Linked DNA regions of Sus scrofa: region 1 is linked to region 2. Evidence: chromatin contacts called from public HiChIP or PLAC-seq data. All regions are on one chromosome and are shown on one strand. Each heading gives the region's core, a stretch centred on a gene start, on an enhancer-like site or on the middle of the called end of the contact. The rest is flanking DNA. Distances are from core to core; before and after follow the strand shown. Region 1 holds the start of PDP2 (pyruvate dehydrogenase [acetyl-transferring]-phosphatase 2, mitochondrial). Region 2 holds the start of DYNC1LI2 (dynein cytoplasmic 1 light intermediate chain 2).

Evidence for each region. HiChIP or PLAC-seq counts read pairs in DNA pulled down with a chosen protein or histone mark.
Region 1: a contact with region 2 is called in an H3K27ac HiChIP or PLAC-seq map of alveolar macrophages. The contact joins the promoter of PDP2 here to the promoter of DYNC1LI2 in region 2. A contact is called at or near these places in 2 of 47 Hi-C or Micro-C datasets (liver and mesenchymal stem cells) and 1 of 2 datasets of contacts at active chromatin or transcription factors (alveolar macrophages).

The regions. Positions count from the first base shown.
Region 1 is chr6:27,563,784-27,567,589 of Sscrofa11.1, forward strand. It overlaps PDP2 (pyruvate dehydrogenase [acetyl-transferring]-phosphatase 2, mitochondrial), which reads left to right and starts at 1,640. Exons shown (of 2, transcript XM_021094015.1): 1 at 1,640-1,719. It overlaps LOC106508763 (a long non-coding RNA gene), which reads right to left and starts at 2,696. Exons shown (of 3, transcript XR_002344554.1): 1 at 1,833-2,696; 2 at 1,592-1,740. CA7 (carbonic anhydrase 7) reads left to right here. Exons shown (of 7, transcript XM_021094019.1): 7 at 1-183.
Region 2 is chr6:27,444,590-27,448,505 of Sscrofa11.1, forward strand. It overlaps DYNC1LI2 (dynein cytoplasmic 1 light intermediate chain 2), which reads right to left and starts at 1,549. Exons shown (of 13, transcript NM_001243620.1): 1 at 1,424-1,549; 2 at 1,200-1,273. The coding sequence starts at 1,530.

The DNA.
Region 1 (3,806 bases), core at 390-2,889, 120 kb after region 2:
ACGCCTGTGCATAATTGTTTAAGACAGATGTTACTGGAGTTTTTCCCAATTATTAAATGCCTGATGCCTGTTTCAAAGAGTTTTTAAAAGGAGTTCCTATCGTGGCTCAGCAGAAACAAATCCGACTAGTATCCATGAGGACGCGGTTCGATCCCTGGCCTCGCTCAATGGGTTAAGGATCTGGCGTTGCCGTGAGCTGTGGTGTAGGTCGCAGACTCGGCTTGGATCTGATATTGCTGTGGCTGTGGTGTACCCCAGTGGCTACAGTTCCCATTCAACCCCTAGCCTGGGAACCTCCATATGTTTCAGGTGTGGTCCTAAAAAGACAAAAAGGAAATAAAGAAATAAGTGGTCAAAGAATGTGAAAGTTCCTACAGAGATAAGCATTGTTAACAGCTGTTAACCATATTGTTACTCTTTTCTCTGCACGCAGAGGCATGGGCAAGAGGAAGGGGAAGGGAGAGAAATAGAGAAATAAATAATTTCGGTTATTATCAAAGGCCTGCTCTTCTTTGTTGTAATCTTGTTTTTCTCTCTGACTTCTGTCCTCGCCAATAGCTCCTTCCTGGGCTTTCCAATCTGACTTTTGGCTTCGTGTTGGGCTTTGGGGTCCTTAGGTCAGGGTGCTGACAGTCCACCCTGATCCTGCCTAAAAGGAGAGCCCTGGGCCTTCAGGGCAGGGCCTCCGCAAGAGTGGCAGGAGAGGTACCCGCAGTTTCCTGGAAAACTACCATTTCACAGCGTAGCCCAGGCCAGTGCTGTATGGGCAAGAATGGGAAGCTGTGCTTCTGGAGGGGCTCCAGGGCTGTCTCCCAGCTTCCTCTTGCCTCCTCTTCCCCATACTAGACCCCCATTGCTGATTCCACAGCAGAAAATCTCCCCACCAGGAAGAACTCATCCCTTTTAAAGGCTCATCTGATAAGATCAGGCCCACCAAGGATAATCTTCCTTTTTTTTTTCTTTTTTTCTTTCTGGCTGCACCCGCAGCGTATGGAAGTTCCCAGGCTAAGGACTGAACCTGAGTCACAGCAGCAACAATGTCAGATCCTTAACCCACTGCACCAGTCTGGGCATTGAATCCACACATCCTTCATTCATTCTTTTCTAATAAGACCTTGAGACAAGGAAGCCTTGGGTAGGGTTCTAGGGCTGGCCAACATCTATAGGATGTCTGAGCTGATTATAGCCTTTAAGCAAAAGTTCTGGTGCACACAAAACCCTCAAGGGTGACTTTCTACTTTGGAAGTGGTGTGTGTGTGTGTGTGTGTGTGTGTGTGTGGTAACTTACAAAAACTGAGTGGTTTCAGACTTAGCAGAGTGATGTAATCTTTTCAGGAAAGTGTGGCGGAGGCAGCCATCTCGGTGTCTCCAGTTGTTGGCCCAGGGCCTGGCATATTCAGGCACCCATAAACGCCTACAGATTGAGTAATTAAACTGTGCTGCCTCTGTCCTGAAGGATGACCCTTTATAACCCCAAATGAACTAAAAGACTACACCAATTTATTTAGAATCCCTTAGAGTTATTTTTAGTTTAAGTCTGAAACAGCCCTTTCAGTATCCAGGAAGAGAGATAGTGCAAATTCTGACTTACTCTTTAGTACTTCCGGAAGGGACCAAGGGTGAGTGGCGGTATGAATATCATATCAGGGCCAAGTATGACAGGAGCTGTTTTATGGCAGGCAGGTCCTTGGATCCAGGTGGGCTGGCCAGGTTCCCCAGGTAAGTCAGTGTGTCTTCCTTCTAGAAGACCACATTTCCAGGGCTCTAAGTGGCCTTTTCTGGTCACCTCCTATTTTTCTCTGTTTCTGGTGGGAGGACTGCCCTTGACTTACCACAGTCAGTAGGAGAGTTCTTTTACAGTGATTTGAAAGGCAGCAGGCCATAACTGGGATGCAGAACTTCTGATGCCACAATGGAAGGGACTAAGGGAATATCTGGTGTCATGGTTCTCAGCCTTTCTCAACCCACCAACCAACTATTGTGGTAACGGTCAGTGGCCATGCCAATGTAAATGTCAGTTCAAGGCCCAATGGTTGGTGGGAAGCCATTTTACAGCATTTTACAAGATTTTACAGCAGCAATTTGCATTGTAGAAGGATCACCCTACTTATTCTGTAGAAGCAGAGCTACTAGGGCCAAGATAAAGTCAGAGGTGGGGAGACCAGATGAGAAGAATGGAATAGAGTGGCAGAGCAGCTGGAGGCAAATGTTTGGATTGGAGTTGTTTAGGAGATGAGGTGAACAGGATTAGATAACTGACAGGAGAGGAGTAGGGGTGAAGGGAGAGGTGTCAAAATGACTCCTACTTGGGGCTTGAATCTCTGAGCAGATGGTGGGGCCGTTACTACGTTAGGGGAGGAAAGAAAGAGCAAAGTTAGCAGAAAGATGACTTCTAGGCAAGCTGTGTTTAAGGCGTTCGGAGGGCCTCCAGAGGGAGGCAAGTAGATATAGAAGGGTGTGGCGCCTGAAAGAGGGTTGGCACAGAAACGGAGAGGAGGCCGTGGGGTATTATTAACAACGGTGACGAGTGGGAGAGCCTGGGCGTTTTGGGGTGTGCAGAGTGCGGAGTGTCACGTGGTGGGATGCTCTGCCACAGGACTGCCTGATCCCTGCACCCGGGCTACCTACAGTCTAGGAGGTTACCTATAGTCCGGAGGAGCCCGGAGGGTGGATGGAGGTGGGCGGGGGAAGTTGAGGAGGAACCGGATTTGGCCCCTCCGGGTCCCGCCCTCTTGTCCTCCTCAGCCATTGGGCAATTCTGCTGCCCGTCATGGGCCCGCCTCCACAGATGAACCAATAAAGACTGGCAAGAGGATGCTTCCTTCTCCGGCAGCCGGGGATCTGCACTAGAGGTACTTTCAGGGAGGCGAGTCCTGGGTGGCTGCAGCCGCAGCACTGCACGCAGGCGCGGAATTGAGGGGGGGAGCCCGGAGGCCTCGGCGCAAGCAGGTGAGAGGAGGGCGAGGACCTGAGGTAGGAAAGTGGGCTACGCGGGTTGTGAACGCCTCTTATCGCGCCGGGCCTGGCCAGCCCCAGGCCCGCTCCGGCCCACGGTGTCGGTCGGCTCAGGTGCTGGGGCGGAGAGCGGAGGTGAGGTGAGGTGAGGTGAGGGGGCGGGCCCGCGGCGGACCGGGAAGAGCCTTGGCCTCAACTGCGGTCATCCCTCTCGCGCACACGCGCCACGTGGGCCCGCGGCCTTACGGCGAACCCTGGGCTGCGTACAGGGACGTCCGCACTGGCTGTTTCAGAGTAGCCCTGTGAGCGCCGCTTCGCGACTTAGTTTCCCTTTTTATGGACTGAGAAGCTGGAGCTCAGGGACGTAGCCGCGCCAGGGTTTGAAGGAGATCGGGTTTAGTGGACTCCGGAGGCCGCGCTCTTATCTATGAGGCTGTGGGTCAGAAACTTGACTTGGGGACCTGTTTTCTTTAGATATGCGAAATTATTTGGGTCCGGGCTGCGGCAGACCGCCTTGCATCGGGCATCGCTGCTCGCTTCTCTGCTGGGCGGGGGGAGGGGGCGCGGGCGCGGGGAGGCGCCTTCTGTGCGCCCTGGCCAACCGCTCCTACTCCTAGTTGGGCGGCGTGGGCTGAGGAGAGGGGGAGTGGTCTTCAAGTGTGGGAGCTCCCTTTACCCCCACAGACAAACTTTGGGGAGGGCAGGATTCCTAAACGAAATCCAAAAACACGTGGAAAGGCTCCTCCTCCCGAGTCACCAGAGAAACTAGAAAATAGAACAGCTTTTTTTGTCTAAGGAAAAATACCGCTAGAGGCTGTTGAAAGTGCTAGGAAACTGTTTCCTTCATGCCC
Region 2 (3,916 bases), core at 299-2,798:
GCCAGAGTCCCCTTTCTAAAACACAGACCTGGTGTCCTTGATTCTCCAGTGCATGAAGACTTCTTAAGACCTACTACAGTGGTTGGTCATCAACTAAAGAAGATCATATGCTCCCCTCAAAGACAGTGGGAAAACCACCCTTGCAGTGATTCCCAAGAGAATTAGGGGATGGAGGTGAATGAAAAGCCCCTGAGAATTGGGTGCCTTCAGGAAAAAGTATCAACCCTTCAGCTTTCCACAATCTGCCCACAACTTACTTCATCAGTTACCTTCCACGAGGAGGTTGTGGTAGCTTCCAATCCCCTTATGCTCTTGTCACCTGTGTTCCTGCAAACACGAACCCTCTGTGGCCACTGCATGTTGACATTTATCCTTGAAAACACCTCACTCCAAGAAGTACCTTCTTTCAAACAGCAAGCACTAGACTGTATGATGCTCAGAGAATAACCTGCCCATGCCGAGCAACCTCACACATCTACCAACACATCCACCCATGTCTCATTAGACGGAGATTCTTGTGTGGTGTCTGAGGGATGTCTGTGCTGTCCCAGTGACCAACCTACAGGACTCACTCAACAAACAAACGGGTTTGCCATAGGAAGGAACCCAGCCAAACTTCCTCATTTGTACAAGGAAACGACACCAGAGATGGTGAGGAACCTAAACCAGTTAGCCCAGCAGTGAAGGCTGAAATAATGCAAGTAAAGCCCCTGGTGAGGATTCCAGAGCCTGCTGTCCTTTGCAACGTCCCTCCCACTGTGCAATGCTCATCCAGATCCAAAAACGGCTTTTGTGGCATCTCCCCCGAACCCGATCCCCAGTTACCTCGTTCCTCCACCTCCGCTAACCTTCCAATCTACTCACTCCCCTCTCTACGCCCAGTATGGTGAACTTTGAGGCTATTAGAGCAGAGAACCAGGGTTCTAAAGCAGAGCTGATGCTGCAGCCAAACTACGGCGACTAAGGAATGTGCCCACAACCCCTTGCCAGCATCCCTGGGCTCTCAAAAAGGGGCACCGTCCCGACTCCGGGCGTGGTGGACTCAACCACTCTCCGGCTGTGCAGCCAGGGTTTCCAGGCCCTGCCGGGCGAGGCAGGCTGCAGGCAGGCCGTAGGGGAGAGGAAGCCTAGGCTCGGTGAGAGGGCGTCCGCCTCGCCCACCCCAGCTCCCCGGGCAACGCCCCGTCCCTGGCGCTCACCGAACACGAGAATGTTCTTGCCGGACGGCAACTTGGACCTGGCGCGAGTGGACACCTCACTCAGGATCGAGGACCTGTGGGGACAACAGCAAAGAGGTGGGTCCCACAGCCAGCCTGAACCTGACCGGCCAGTGACGGCCCGTCAGTCTGTCCGACGGTCCGGCCGGGCCCGGCGCGCCCTCCCTTCGCCCGGCCGGCTCAGCCTGGCCGCCTCGTAGTCTCACCATAGGCTCTGGCCCTCCTCCTCCTCACTGGTTAGGTCACCGGCGGCCGCCACCGCGGGCCCGTTGGGGCCCAGCAGCAGCTTCTTCTCCACCCCCACCGGCGCCATCTTGCCAACTGCAGCCACAAAGAGGGCCCTCCCCCGGGCCCGCCGAGGACCCGCGAGGACCCCGGCCGGGCCGCCCGCCGCGCCCCACGTCGCCCGCCCCAAGGGGTCCTTGCCGCCCGCCGCCCTCCTCCGGGCCTTCGATGTTCACGGGCTCCCGTAGGGTCGTGAGGCCACTGCGGTGTCTGAAGGTGGGCGACGGTCAGGCGGCCGCCGGGACAGCCCTGCTCGCGGAAGCGGCGGCGCGAGTGGGAGCCGCCCGGGCGGAGGGCGCGCTAGTGGCCTCTGCTGGCCGACGGGCACAACGGCACCCCGCCCCGCTCCTCGCGCGCTGGCCACTCCTGCTGCGCCGTCGAGGAGAGACGGGACAGGCTTTGGAATGAAACTGATACATGACAGCACCGTTTATCGGGCTTTTACCGTGTGGTCACACAGTATCTCACTGAATCTTATCTAATTCTTACAAGTGATGAATCCGAATCTCAGAAATCTGAAGAAACCTGACCAAGGACCCAGTGCTTTCTAGCTATCTTCTGATAGCATCCTGACACTTCCAGTCTTACTCACCGGTCTTAACCTATTATATCATGAATTTTGCCAAATGCTAATCTACCCCCGAATTGAAAGACTGGCCTTAAACGAGATCCTCAAATCCTCACAAATATCCTACTTTTCACCGTCTTCCTTGACTCTATTAGGACCATCAGGTAGTGATCTTTACCACTAAATACACCTTAGTTTGCTTTGTTAACAGGTTTTGTTTTTGGCTGCACTGGCTGTGCCACAGCTGCAGCAATGTGGATACTTAACAGATTATTTTATTGATTGATTGATTGATTGACTTATTATTGTCTTTTTAGGGCCGCATATGCAGAATATGGAAGTTCCCAGGATAGCAGTCAGATCGGAACTGCAGCTGCTGGCTTATGCCACAGCTACAGGAACGAAGCAGATCCTAGCGGTGTCTCCCACCTACACTGAAGCTCATGGCAATGCTGGATCCTTAACCCAGTGATAGAGGCCAGGGATTGAACTCATTTCCTCATGGATAATAGTCCGATTTGTTACCACTGAACCACGATGGGAACTCCCTGACAGTTTGGTTTTTTTTTTTTTAATTTGTATTTTCTGGTAGCCAACCAGAAATAGGAGGCTTCCATTTCCTTTTGAAAGAGAGGGAAGGAAGGAAGGGGAAAAGAAAGAAGGAAAAAGGAAGGCATGTGAAGGGGGTAGCGACGGGGAGAGAAGGGAAGGAAGAGGGTAATGGAAGAAAAGCAAAGAAAAAATAAATGTCACCTATCAAGCTTAACTTTAGGTGTGGCTTCTATCTGAGGGCTCTTGGTATCTTTGTGGAAACAGAAACATTTTACATTTCTAAATGTCACAACGAAGTGGGAATGGCAGAAAAACAATTGTGTATGTGGGTTTCAGATGAGTTGAATTCTGATCCTGGCTCTGCCAAAATTTTGGCAGCATGAATTTCAACGGATCCAACAAATAGGCATAATCATCTGCCAACCTGAATGTAAGGTTAAAACAAGACAATGAGAATGCAAACCTATCAAGAACTATACCCCTGGAAGTCGAGGAAGAGCAAGCAGTGTACCTCATAAAAAGGCAAGCAAGTATCCTAATTTTCACAGGACATAAAATGGAGTTGAAAACTACAGGCCAGCGAACTTCGTCTGCCCTAGGTGAAATTCTCTAATGTGACCAGTTTGAAATGGAAAAGATAGCACCAGATTTACATGGTTTCTTTTTTGCAGGAATGCCAGAGAGGAGGATGCTGCAGACATAGCAAATGCAGATTTCAACAGGGCATTTGCCAATGGACAGCATAAACAAGAAAGTGAAATATAGGCTGAATGATAATACTGAGGCTTGTTAAAGACCAGGCCCAGGAGTTCCTGTGGTGGTGCAGCAGAAACGAATCTGACATAGTAACCATGAGGTTGCAGGTTCCATCCCTGGCCTCTATCAGTGGGTAAAGGATCCAGCATTGCCATGAGCAGTGGTGTAGGTTGCAGACTCGGCTTGGATCCTGTGTGGCTGTGGCTGGCAGCTGTGGCTCTGATTAGATCTTTAGCCTGGGGAACTCCATATGCCAAGGGTGTGGTTGTAAACAGCAAAAAAGAAAAGAAAAGAAAAAAGACCAGGCCCAGCATGGGCTAATGAGCAAGGACAACCAGAGGAAGCCTGCCCCCATCTCCTCCCCTGGCCCAGCCAATTTAGAGTGCCATCAGTGTCTTAGATGAGAATGCAGCAGCACACACATACAAGTTGTGGATGACCTGAAGCAGGAAAGAAGCCCTCACATACTGGATGAAAACTGAGTACAGACTAAATCTAACAAGATGAAAATAACAATGACCACAGAAGTCCTGTAGTG